2 separate regions of the Danio rerio genome follow, and region 1 is linked to region 2. A link is a contact called in public Hi-C data. All regions are on one chromosome and are shown on one strand. Each heading gives the region's core, a stretch centred on a gene start, on an enhancer-like site or on the middle of the called end of the contact. The rest is flanking DNA. Distances are from core to core; before and after follow the strand shown.

What was found. Hi-C and Micro-C count contacts between places; a contact is called where the count stands out from the background.
Region 1: a Hi-C map of hematopoietic stem cells shows a contact between it and region 2, with 2.3 times the contacts expected there. The contact joins the enhancer-like site here to the promoter of gse1b in region 2. A contact is called at or near these places in 2 of 18 Hi-C or Micro-C datasets (hematopoietic stem cells and an unstated tissue) and 1 of 4 datasets of contacts at active chromatin or transcription factors (caudal fin).

What each region holds. Positions count from the first base shown.
Region 1 is chr18:31,979,705-31,986,731 of GRCz12tu, reverse strand. All of the region lies in intron 2 of gse1b (Gse1 coiled-coil protein b), which reads right to left. Among named protein-coding and RNA genes, the nearest start is that of gins2, 72 kb to the left of the region's middle. Within about 2 kb of position 1,286, at least 40 of the 62 cell types and tissues checked have an H3K27ac peak or open chromatin away from gene starts, as enhancers often do. A contact at or near this core is called in hematopoietic stem cells, where this site is marked.
Region 2 is chr18:31,709,170-31,715,921 of GRCz12tu, reverse strand. gse1b (Gse1 coiled-coil protein b) reads right to left here and starts at 3,747. Exons shown (of 17, transcript NM_001430859.1): 1 at 1,288-3,747. The coding sequence starts at 3,444.

The sequences.
Region 1 (7,027 bases), core at 37-2,536, 270 kb before region 2:
TAGAACTTGCATTTGTTTTTATCCAGGAATGCAAAGTTGCATGTTTTCAAATATGTACAGCTAGGCTTTTCCAAAAAGTGCTAACATTTTCAGCTAGCTAAAAGTGTGGTGGACACATGACCTAAGAGATTTAAGCTTAAATGAGACCTTTTATGTAAAAATCACTTTTATAAGGGTTGAACACAAACACAGTTGTGTGGCAAGTGTTTGTGAATATACCCAGCCTCTAATGGTGAAAATATATTAATTCTATTTTTTATAATCACACTGGATAAAAACAATCAGGACAACACTTTGATTAACATTCTTCCTTTGTGCGTGTCATCGGAGGCGGAAATTCCCATTCATTAGTGACAATCTTTCTGTCTCATTAGCATAAACATCCCTGAGTGTGAAGCAGCCATCCATTCTTTGTGTTTTCAAATAATTCCTGTCGAAGATCATTTTTAAAAGAAGACTGGGAGCTTAAAATTAAATATAAAGTGACAGTCCTAAAAACGGCAAAATTTGACTCAAGTAGGCAGTTTCAAAGAGTTAAAAAACAGTATTTGTGGGGTATTTTGAGCTGAAACTTCACATAAACACTCTAGGGACATTAGAGACTTATTTTACATTTTGTAAAAAGGATCATAATAGGTCTCCTTTAATGTGACAGTTCTTTAAAGTCACGTGTGCTTTCTACACTGCTAAAACTGCTGGATAGAGAAATACATGAGCGACTTCAGCTTTACACGCACACACACTTACACACATGCGCGCACACACACACACACACACACACACACACACACACACACACACACACACCATATGACATTCAGCTGATCTGGCAGCTGGCTGTGGCACTTCCAGGTGGTTCATAATGAAGCCTTTCTCCTGTGTGTGTGTGTGTGTGTGTGTGTGTCATGCGCAGAGACTATTGAAGACAGCACTAGCAGAACAACAGTGTGTGAGCACTGTGGGGAGTGAAGAATGCTGCCTTTTTATGTATTGTGTTGGTGTGGAGGATTTTGGGCCACCTCTGTTGCAGCCCCTAAGGGTTTCCTGTCAGCTGAGGACAGTCGACCAGTGTGGCGATTATGGGGACTGAGCTGTAAGTGATACTGTGACGTTAAACTGCCCTGCTGCTTCACCCCACCACACGACACTCAAGAACCTCCGACACACTTACACACTGTGACAAAACGGCCGCAGACCTGGACAGAACACACACAATGTGAGCACTATGCTGTATGAACTGCAGGGTGATAAGACAAGGTCTGGGCGAGCGTGTGTGTGTCTTATCTCTGGCTTCAGCGCTGCTTGCACTGCGTTTGTTTAGCCGTGTCTTATCGCCACCACAGGGATTACAGAAGCTACTTTCACACACTGCTGTGGTGTTCTCAACGCTTGCATCTGGGGCCAAAATGCACTCATCCGGATCCCCTCCAAAAAACATAGGACTAGACATATGGCGATTATATTCAACAATCCTGATAATATTCATATCATGAGCAATTCAAAACACTGTGAATAATTACTTCATTTAATTGATGTCTTTTAGGAATATTCAGATTGTTGCTTTATCACTGCAGTATTTGTTGCTTTATCACTACGATGAAGACTTCATAGTTAATATTACATTCAAACTAACATTTTTGCATGTTAACCTGGCCTACGGCATTGAAAATTCTGTAAATATTTAAAGGCATTTTGTTCATTAACTCTGTACAGTAATGGCCCGTTTCCACTGAGTGGTACAGTACGGGTCGCCTTAATCAAGCTAGCGTTTCCAATGGAAAAAAAGAGTACCAATGGTACACTTTTGGTGAGCATAGTGTAAGACAGAAAGTTTCAGTCAATGTCATTCTCACTTGAGGAACTGTCAAAGTAAAGCTATACGGGTCGTTCACATATAGTTGGACAAACACTTCTCACAAAAACAGATGCTGAATGCACATAAATACTTGTGTATAAATGCTCATTACTAACTTTTATATGAACATGATTTGATTATAACTGCAGATCAATGTTAATTATGTAAAATAAATAATTGCAAAATATATGAACACATACAGACCCTTACACTCTCCGATATGTTACCAATTAGAGAAAAAACTACACACAGCATACATTTAGTCCTTATTTGGGTTTAAAAACAACACACAACATATAGCCCTCACCCACAGTCAGTGCAAACCTCTCATCCGTATCTTTAATCTTCACCAGCACATGTAACCTCTTGTTAGATAGTAATTCCATCATTCTGAGTTCATAAAAGTCCATAAGGTGATGATAATAGTTAAATATGGCAGTTTGATCGTGATTTAGCTTGCTGAAAGAATCATTTTCAAGCTTCTCCTTTGTTTTTTCAAGCTTTACGCTTCTGATAGAATCAGATGTCAGACGTCCATCAATTATCTTGCGCACGTTATTATCATGAGCTCGAAAAGTTATTTAAAAAATAGACGTGCGATGAGCGTATGCGAGAAAGCAAAACTGCTTGTGCTTTAGACAGCCTTGTAACGATACTCCCAAAATTATTTCTCAGAAATCCGCAGATTTTTACTAAAATTCTCTTCAGAAATAGCAAAAACCGTCAGCAGATTCCATTTGGCCCTAGTTATGATCAATTAATTAAATGGAGTTAGTAAGTAATAAAATTCAGTTGTACTTTAACAAATAACTATATTTCTATTTATCGCTACTGATTTTAATGCATTAAGTAACGCTTACTAATGAGACTTCATTGTGTTCAAGTGTTATCTAAATTGCACTTTATCTGAACATCTAGACACTTAAGCAATACAGTATATACAGCAACAAACAGTGATTTTGGTTATAAATTAGGCTTTATTGCAGATTAGGTCAATACCGTGATACTACTGTATGTCCCGTATTAAAAGCTTCAACAATTATTTCCAACAAGAAAATCTGATACCTCAGGACAAAAAATCTGTTTAGTTCTAAATATCTAATAAAATCTCTTTATATTAGAGCTGCTCAATATGTGGTTTCAGCATCGATATGGCAATGTGATCATTCACAAAATCGTATCACAGAATATATGCAATGTTGAGTTTGTATTATAAATTATCATTTGCATGTGGTTTTGATGCCAGGGGAATGTATAATGATTTTAAAAGCTGTCAGGTATTAAAGAAAATTACTGTTTTTAATTATGTTGAATTTTTTTGATTTTTATCAGTTAGTTTACTTAAATACTGTTAGGGAAATGATAAAACACTTTATTTCATATGTATTAATTTATAGATTGTATTTATAGATTGTTATGCATGAAAATACTCACAACACATGCAAATACAGAAATGCACAGCAAATAGCACAGATTTCAATGAAAATGTGTTGGGGGACATCTAAAAAGTTTATAGATGGATTTTATGAGGTGCATAGAGTAAACATTACTTCATAAATCTCTAAACACGTGCAACAACACATGCAAATAAAGAAATGCACTGCAAATAGCACAGACAACAAGAAAAATGTATGGATCCCAAAAATGTTAAAGATTTATGCATTACCATTGCAGAATTATTCCAATTTATCTAAAATTATAAATTCTTTCCAAATAGAGATCTTAAGTCATCTGGTGAAGCTTTCTGAGTCCTTACTTGTTTTTTGACTTTTAGATTGATCTATTATCAAAATTAAGGGTTATTTAATTATTGAACTTTTTTAGACTTTGCATTTTAAATCCACTTTAAAACCCAGTTTGGCTGAAACAACATGTCTGATTCGTGAAGGAAAAAAGTAACAGAGTCCTCCATGTGCGAATACATACACATTACGATAAGTGAAGTGCATCATAGAAAAATACATAAATAAACCATGTAAAACATGTTGACTTTCATTTTGCTTAATTCGGCCAGCCCCATTAAATGTTAAGTAATCCTTTATAAAGACGCAATATATCCTTTATCAGCCTCTGAAATGACTTTTCCTTTCTGCAGAAGTAATGAAGGTGGCATGGCTAAAGAAAAACAGAAATATTAACAAAATAAACTCACGGCCTGACATGCATGACTCAATCAAGTCCCACTCCACATTATTTCTAGTGTAATATTCTATCAAACTGTAAAGTTAAATATGGTCTAATTGTATTTTATTAAGCTATAGGCTTCTGTCTATTTTAATTGAAAGCCTATCCAATTTGCCATTGGGAACACAATTTCTCTTGCATGTTTTGGTGGCACACAGCGCTGCGGAGTCTGATACGAAGGTGCTGACAGTTGAAAGGTCTGGTTTCCAGGTCGTGGACGCTGAATGCTGCAACATGTCGAGGCCGATCTGGTGTCAAAGATAACATCAGATAACAGCTGTGAGCCGGGGACGCCCGTCACCGCCCGTCCTGCACATTACCCAGCATGCCAGAGCATTTGCATATGCAGAGCCAGGGCTGTGTTTGACTAGGGTGGATAGGCAAATCAGAGCAGTAAGCTTTCTCCCTGAGCTGAGGTCGTGACAAGATTGAACGATATGTAACTGACGGTTGCTTGTGTGCGCATGTGGTCTGTTGTGTGACTGCCTTGGAGCTACAGCTTACACAGGAAGTGCTCACTTAGTTGCTTTCTATTCATACCTACGCTATGTGGTTTAGTACAGCCATGCAAAATTAGAAAATAAACATGAGTCCATAACCTTCAGAGGGCGCTATCTCACATTCTGGTGAGTAAGGATAGTGTGACACTAAAAGCGTACCTATTTAAAAGAGCTTTCGCATGTAAAACCCTCACTCTCATGTTAACTCACATACATTTAGGAAAAAGACTGTTGTTAATGAAGTAAACACAGTTACGCCTCTAGTTTGTTTTATTGGGTATGCTATACATTAAACAGTGTTTAATGATTGGATGAGTGAAAGAAAAACATCTGGGATCTGATAAAATCCCTGCGCTTACTGTAGAGATCTGTTCAGACTCATCACAAAACAAACGCAGACAAAAAAAAAAGAGGAAGTCTGTAAGAAGTATACTGAAAGTAGCTTGCGGTTATCAAAAAAAACTGCAAGACTGGAGGTGTAAAACATCCTAAGCAACATTTCTACTTAAGAATGCTCATCGGCTTGCATTTTAGTGTATCCAATTTAGTATTATCATCCATAATATGGTGTAAACAAGTTGTAACTTGTGTTCATTTATTTACTTATTTTCACCGTACTGGTAATCCTGTTCCTGTAAAGGCCCTGGTATACTTCAAATGAAATTGAAAATGAAATGATGTCATTTCAAACAAAATCTGTCTGAAACAAAGATCTTTTGAGTTTGCTCAACAGTTTGAAACAGCTCACCAAAGCATACATTTTGTGCAATTCGAATTGGATAATAGACATCTATTGGTTCATGACGATTACAAAATCGATGGGTGTGTTGTGGAACTCCGCCTCCTATGACGTGCAATTTCTAATTTGATATTTAAGGCACCTCCCTCCAGAGTTTAGTTCAATTAAACACACTTAATCAAGTTCCCTGCTTCTTCCTGTTATTAACATACAATTATCAGAGATCCGATGATAAATAGTCAACCAGGACCCACTTTTGTTTCACCTGGTGTATATATTTATAAACTCTTGACCACATGAGTTCTCATTTCAGCTAGGGAAAAGGATATGGATGGCAAATACAACGCTTCTGTGATCCATATTAATACAATGCAGCAAAATACGAATACTTTGTTCTGTTTTGGTACACCTTCTACAGTACATTGAGAGTTGGAGAGCTGGTGGACTTTTGTAGCCATTTCAAATGCATTCAACAATAGCATTTATACAGCAATCAAACCGAGGCCATGTCCACACATACACGAGTGTTTTGTAAACAGTTTTTCCTCCTTTTTAAAACAAATCTCACCCACACAAGCATGGTTTTAAAAAAATCTGTGAAAACACCCTATTAAGCGCCATTCAAGAGCATGCCAAATCAACAGGTGGCGATATACGTATAACTGTAAAATAATGCTGGCCTATCAGAAACCCCGAAAAGTGTTATTATTTGTTACAGTTGGCAAAATTCTGATGCCTCTGTCCTAAACATAAGTAGGCATAATAGTAGGGCTGTGCGATTAATCAAACTTGCAATTTTAAATGTTGTGATTAGTTAATTGCAAGAGGCTGCAATATAAAATACATATACATATATGCAAGCAAAAATAATGAACAATATCTTCAAAACCAGTCCGCTATGCTTCAGAAAATCAAATATGCTAAACTTTCTGCAATGAAGTTATCACAGACATGGTATCGATGCCCAATCGTGATGCCCATTTGTCATTTACAACTCCCCACGACATCAAGGTAATCGTGCCAAAATCGTGTGATTTAACCGGGGCTTTATAACTAGCCAATTGAGTGAGCACACTTTTATGCTGCCCACGCAGAAAAAATAAAAAAAAAGGAAAGCACTGACAAGTGGCATTATGACATCTGCTGCTTAATGCTAAGAAGCATTAATAGATGAATTAATATCAAAGAAAAACAGCATTTGTAATATGGGAATATTTTGGTTTCAAAGTTGCAGACACCAAACAAAAACAGGTAGTTTTTAGGAGCTGTCGCAGAATTAATGAGTTGAAGCTTGAATTAAATTAAAATCAGCTTGAAGCTTGAATTGAATTGTAAATCAGATCAAAATCGCAATATCTGTCAAAAAATAATAAATAAATAAATAAATAAATCGCACTGTCCTACATAATAGTCTAAATCAGTATACATGTTACAAGCCTACTTAGCACAGTATTTGGTTACGTCGGACATTGCACAGACATTGCACATCTTGTGAACAATAAAGATTGCAGCACACAATCTGTCTCCATAAGCCAAAAACTAAAGTTTTGCAGACTACAAGACAACACAGACTCAAGCGTAATTAATAATTTTAAGGCTGGTTTACACTTCTGCGTAGAGTAAACGGTGTCACCCATGGTGACAACCTTGCAGCCATGCATTTATAATTCTGCGTGCTGTTTGTGTTGCTCTGCAATAACATTTTCGAAACGCTAGCTGGCAGTAGGTTTAAATGTTTCTCCATGTGGT
Region 2 (6,752 bases), core at 2,498-4,997:
TTCAGCACATTGGTAACTTATTAATATTGTATTTACCAGAGATTAATGATGCATGGTTAACTGCATTAACCATGAGATTTTAGCTGAAACTTTGTAGAATTATATTAAATACACATACACCAAAGTTTTATAAGAACCATGTAACTATAATTTTAGCTTTACGTTTCACCATGGTAGAACTGCAGTTATGGTCTAACTTCCAACAGGTATGGAAGCTAGCATAATGGTAGACTGGAGAAACCAAAGTAGAAATGAAATCAGTGCTGTACTCCCAAACATGAAATCTACCGAAGTGAAGTTGCTAAATAAGATGCTAGTGAGCTGTTTTGTGTCTCATATGTTAATCTAGACACATACATAAACCTATAAACTCAATTTTATTAGCTTTTGTTTTAGCAAATATTTACCATGACACTGACCACGTTTTACAGACATGTAAACACAGGCATTTACAGCTTTAAAGTGATAAATCAGACAAAAATGAAACGTTACTCACTATTTACTCACCCTCAATTGGTTCCAAACCTTTATGAGTTGCTTTCTTCTGTTGAACACATAAGATATTTTGAAGAAAGCTGAAAAACAGACTTCTTATGTTAGTCAATGTTTACAGCTTTCTTCAAAATATCATTTTTTATGTTCAACAGAAAAAAAGATGCTCACAAAGGTTTGAAACAAGTAAAGATTGAGCAAACGATCACAGACTTGACATTTTTGGATGAACTATCCCTTTTAACTAACCGTTAACAATACGTGCTTTTAACATCCTCAAAACAGCCTGCTCTGTCTCTCTGAAACACAAACATGCATACAATATTTACACACTCACACCAAGAGACCAACAAAAGCTTGAGTTGGCCTCTGGAAGAATGTTATTAAAGAGAGCTTACAACTCCTAGACTGTCTGCGAAATGTTTATTTTTTTAATGCGACAGGCTCCATACTTTATCTACCCCCTGCCTGCGATGGCCATCCCACTCACTAGAAAGAACAGCAGCGTGCCATAAAACTTCAGTTTCAACACTTGGCTCACTCACTCATCAGTGCATCAGATGAACTTTTGCATGCTGGCCCAGAAACAGCTCCAGCCAAAGCTGCCTAATAAACCGTGCTAACAGAGGCCCCAAGAGACTCGAAAAGACCATGTAATAGTTTCAAAAAAATGAAGAAATAAATTAACACAAAATAAAGAAACAATTTGAAACTGTTGTAGTGGTGAATGATTACTTATAGTATAACCAACTGGACTGTTATGGTGAAAAGTAATGTGACCCGCAACTTTCTTACCTTGTGTTGTGCAATTCCACTGACCGGCTTCATGTTCTGTCCAGCCAGAACCATGGACTTACATTCCACACAGGAGCCAATTGTTAACTGCTTGCCATTGTCAATTACCAGGGTCTGGCTGACTCTTGGAGCATAGAGAAACACAGGCAAGCGATCAACACACACCGCTTTCAGCCCAAGAGGTCTCTTCTTCTCTTTCCTGCAGAAGAAGCAGATGAAAGTGTTGCAGTTATACTGGCGTGCCCAGGGGCTGCTGGACGGGCCTGATCCTGAGCCTTGACTCTCATGTTGGGACCACTGGCCCATAAGGTCATGGTAACACAGTGCACAGGCAGACACTAGGCCCGTGGCATCAGCAGGGCGGGCACGGGGAGCGGGAGGGTGGACTGTGAGAAATGGGAAAAAGGGCTCCCGTTCTCCACAACGCCCTGGAGGGTTAACGTGAAGCTGATACTCTGTTGCTCCAGAGAGCTCCTCCCCACACAAGTAACATATGGAGGTGTGGCTTGCGGTTGTTGTGGAAGTCTGAGATGGGGGCAACAGGGGTCTTTTGGAGGGGGATACCACGGATTCTCCTCTTCCCGTGGCCAGGTGGTATCTCTCAAGAAAAGTGTTGACGGACATTATGAGCTCCTCACTTAGACAGAGGCAGTATTCTGCCCATATCCTTTCCAAGATGCTGTGACACGCCACACAGCAGCGTACCCTTCCATTCCTCACACTCTGAGCATTCGGGGGGCACGGTAGCAAGTTTATGAATGGAAAATACATTGCACTGCGGGATTTACTTGCACCAGCATGGGTGTATGCCATCCTGACCTCTCGACTGCAGTCATGCCCACACAGATAGCAAGCCTCCCTATTATTCTGTGGCATAGAGGGGAGCGGGTGAACTTTTGGTAGCACATCTACACATTCGTTCATGGCAGGTGGAGAAAGAGGGGTTGCCGCACTCGTGTTTAGAGGTACTACATAGAGTCGCTGAAGGACAGGCACATCTGCCAGCTCAAACCCTTGCCACTGCTGCATGAGGGAAGAGTGGCAAGTGGTACACACCAAAGTGTATCCACCTAGGCTGAGGGGCACAGCACCTGCTGGAGGGGTGTGGAGCCACAGAAAAGGAAAGAAGGGTTCACTGGATGCTCTCTCCTGCTTCTGTACAAACACTTTGAAGCGGCCTCCTGCTGAAAGACTGCTTCCACAAATATAACAGGCACATCCATCAGCAGAAAGACTGGCATGGCTCTTGACGGTTTGGCTCCTCTGTACATCAAAGTGAGATGATGCTGCGCACTCTCTGTCGTCATCGCTGGTGATGTTGATCTCACAGCTGTCCGGTGCGTCAGAGTCACCAATAGATGCATTCATCCACTTACCACACGCAATGGTGTCGTTATCCTGAAGGGGGGTGCGCACAGATCGACAGTCGTACTGCTGCAGAGCCATGGACACAGATGAGCTCGATGTGTGATTGATAATTTTAGTCGTGCGACGATCTGATTGGGGTATGTCCTGACTTGGGTAAACTCTGGCTGGATATCGTACTGACTCGGGACTGCTTTTAACGCTCTTTCTGCTGCTTTCTCTTGATGCTTTATTAGACCCACGAAAACCTGTAGTACTGTTACTATTTATTATACACGCTGACAAGTCCAAGTCCTGCTCGGACAGGTCATTATCAGAGAACGAGGAAATGTCAGAGTCGTTGCCGTCATAATTCCCGGCGCTCATTCTCCGCTCCAGATCGTAGGTTATGTTTCGTAAATCGCACTGGTAGGGTCTTTTGAGCCAGTACATGCGCTTCTCGATGGGTGTCCTGTTGCGCTCGAATGAGTTCCACTGTTCGCGCAGAAAGCAGTGACACACGGCGCACACCAGAGCTTCCCCATCCGGACCGATCTCCGGCGCGCCTGGAGCCGGGTCCTGGCCTTGCAGGAAAGGGAAAAACGGCCCATCCTTTTCTCTCTGGTATTTTACCTGCAAGCTCAGCTCTTTCCCCGCAGTCACCCCGCTCCCACAGATGAAACAGTGGACGAAGAAGATCCCGTTGCGCTCGGGTCTGCACACGCTGCCGGGTAGAGAGCTCTCCTCCCCAGACAGACCTGAAGCCATGCGCTGTTGCGCATTGGAGGTCAGCGTGAGCTCCGAATCGTTCATAGTTCCATGTGTAACAGCTTCAGAATCACAAGCAGCGTGATTTCAAAGCCTGAAGCTATCTTTTTTGCGGTTTCTCACTTAAGTAACGCCATTGATCCCGCGGAAAAAACTCGCTCCTTCCGCGAACTCACTCGCTCCGCAATAACACAATTTTAATTGTGTATTTATCCAGAAAACACACCAAGAAGTCGTTAGGAGTCACATCCTCATGGCTAACTTTGTAATCCGTGTGCTGTTATAGAGCAGAAAGTCTCATTGAAGTTGCCTGGCGAAGTTTCCTTTCCTCACATTGTGGCTGTGAGCTGAACACAGCGCCATCTCTCTCTCTCTCTCTCTCTCTCTCTCTCTCTCTCTCTCTCTCTCTCTCTCTCTCTCTCTCTCTCACTCTCTCACACACACACACACACACATACACACACACACACACACACACACACACACAACATTAGTTTCACTGCATTCGTGAGAGGTCCTGTTCATTAGTCAGTGCTGAACTGGTTTAATTATATGAGGACATTTTACTTCAGAAAAAAAAGTCAGAGAGGGAGAGAGAGAAAAGTGTGCGAGAGAAAGTGTTTGTCACTAATGAGTACAACTCAGAAAATTCCATTGCACCTATATCAGGTTTCTCCTCTCTGTTTTTTTTTTTTTTTTTTCAAAATAATGTTGTTAAATTAATAATAACATTCAATAATAATTGTTGATGATGTCAAATTTAAACATGATTTGGACAAAATAACTAGTTCAAAGGCCAGTGTTCAACAAATTGCAAATGGCACTAATATGCAGTATAATGCATCCGTCTTTCGGATGAGACGTCATCGGATGAGACGTTAAACCGAGGTCCTGACTCTCTGTGGTCATTAAAAATCCCAAGGCACTTCTCGTGAAAGAGCAGGGGTGTAACCCCGGTGTCCTGGCCAAAGACCCTCTATCGGCCCTTACGATCATGGCCTCCCAATCATCCCCTCTCCACCGAATTGGCTCTATCACTGTCTCTCCACTCCACCAATAGCTGGTGTGTGGTGAGCGCACTGGCGCCGTTGTCCTGTGGCAGCCGTCGCATCATCCAAGTGGATGCTGCACACTGGTGGTGGTGTGGAGAGACCCCCCCTCATGATTGTGAAGCGCTTTGGGTGTATTGCCATACACAATAAATGCGCTATATAAATACACATTACATTACATTTTACATTACATTACATAAACACAATGTCCTGTAATCGACAGAGACTAAGTAACCTTGAGTTTTTTAAAGCTTTGATTAAATGTGTGATATGGATAAACAATGCTAATAAACAGTTGCTGAGATTCTTGGGCAGTTCTGTATGTCACAACCTTTCGAGCAGACATACAGCAGAACATTTTTTTTTTACAAAAATATGAAACATTTGTTATGTGTGCATATCTATGAAAACTCATTTAATACTTTTATTTAAAAAAATAATGATTCAAGATGAAGTTGCATACATTGTTCTGGTGTGAATTTTTCTCTTAGTTTAACACCGTTCAAATCTCATGGTTCTATGGGCCTCGTCGATCAACTCTGATATTTAGTTCTTATTTTCTTTTGGATTCAAGTCAGTTGATTGGCTGGGCCATTTGAGCAGCTTTATTTTCTTTTTTCTGAGACTATAGTCTTTCTTGCCTGTGTTTGGGATCTTTACTTAGTCATTCATCTTCATCTTGCTGAAATGTCCACCCTGGTTTCAACTACAAAATCTGTTTTTTAACTACTGAGACTTTATAGCGGCTGTGCACACTTTCTTTATGTTTTCAATACTAGTACCCTGTGTCATTTTATTTTATTGCCCATCACCATGGGCATTGATAATTTTAACTTCTTAAAAAAATGTTGTCATAGGATCCGTACCGGCCAGCAGGGTCCCTGCCCATCACTTAATTTCTAATTTAATTTCACTTTTTTTTTTGTACAGTGTGTATGGATTATAAAAAAGTAAATTAAGGGATTTTTAGGTTATCTTGGCTAAATTTTGCCTTAACTTATAGTTGCATGAAATTCTTTGCAGCTTCAGAGCATGCTGACAACCAGACTAAGACCAATCCTAGTGATTTATGTTGGTTTCATTGTCAATGCTACAATAAAATAATGTGATTTTTCAGTCACTCCATGCTCTTGGCTATTTACATATATTTTTTATCTATTAGAATTAAAAAGAAGCATGTTTAATTGTATTAGCAATCATTTTATATATGTTCATACTGTATATATCCACTTCAGATTTAAATATCGGGGATATAGATAAGAGAGATAGAAAAAAAGATTAATGATTAATAAAAACAATACGAATACAGTGCTCAGCATAAATGAGTACAGCCCCTTTTTAAAATGAATATTTTTATTAATTTCTTTGTGAATGTAGATAATAATTTTTGTTGCATTTAAACAAAACAGATTTATGTTTTGAAATGGTGCGTTATCAGCTATCAAAAGATGGGTACACTGTGGTCATAAAGGAATGGACATGGTTAGCAACAAAAATGGCTGTGGCACTGACACGAGGTCAATTGGTAAATACCCCCCACACCATCATCGATTCAAGGCAGGATGGATCCATGCCAAATCTTGACCCTATACCTACCAAATGTCGCAGCAGTAATAGAGACTCATCAGATCAGGTGACGTTTTTCTATTCTTCTATTTTATTCTCCTGTGTGAATTGTAACCTCAGTTTCCTGTTCTTAGCTGACAGGAGTGGCACCCAGTGTGGTCTTCTGCTGCTGTAGCCAATCCCCTTCAAAGTTCAACATGTTGTGCGTTCAGAGAAGCTCTTCTGCATACCTTGGTTGTAACGAGAGGTTATTTGAGTACTGTTGTCTTTTTATCAGCTCGAATCACTCTGGCCCCTGTCCTCTGACCTCTGGCATCAACAAGGCATTTGTGCCCACTGATATGCTGGTCTCTGGATATTTGAACTGCAGCAGATAGTCTTGAGCATGTCTACATGCCTAAGTCCATTAAAATGCTGTCATGTGACTAGCTAACTAGAAAATTGCATTAACAAGCAGTTGGAAAGGTGTACTTAATAAAGTAATATATATAGGGTGAGGCAGTGGCGCAGTAGGTAGTGTGTCGCCTCACAGCAAGGTCGCTGGTTCGAATCTCGGCTCAGTGGGCATTTCTGTGTGGAGTTTGCATGTTCTCCCTGCCTTCGCGTGGGTTTCCTCCGGGTGCTCCTGTTTCCCCCACAGTCCAAAGACATGCGGTACAGGCGAATTGGGTAGACTAAATTGTCCATAGTGTATGAGTGTGTGTGTGGATGTTTCCCAGAGATGGGTTGCGGCTG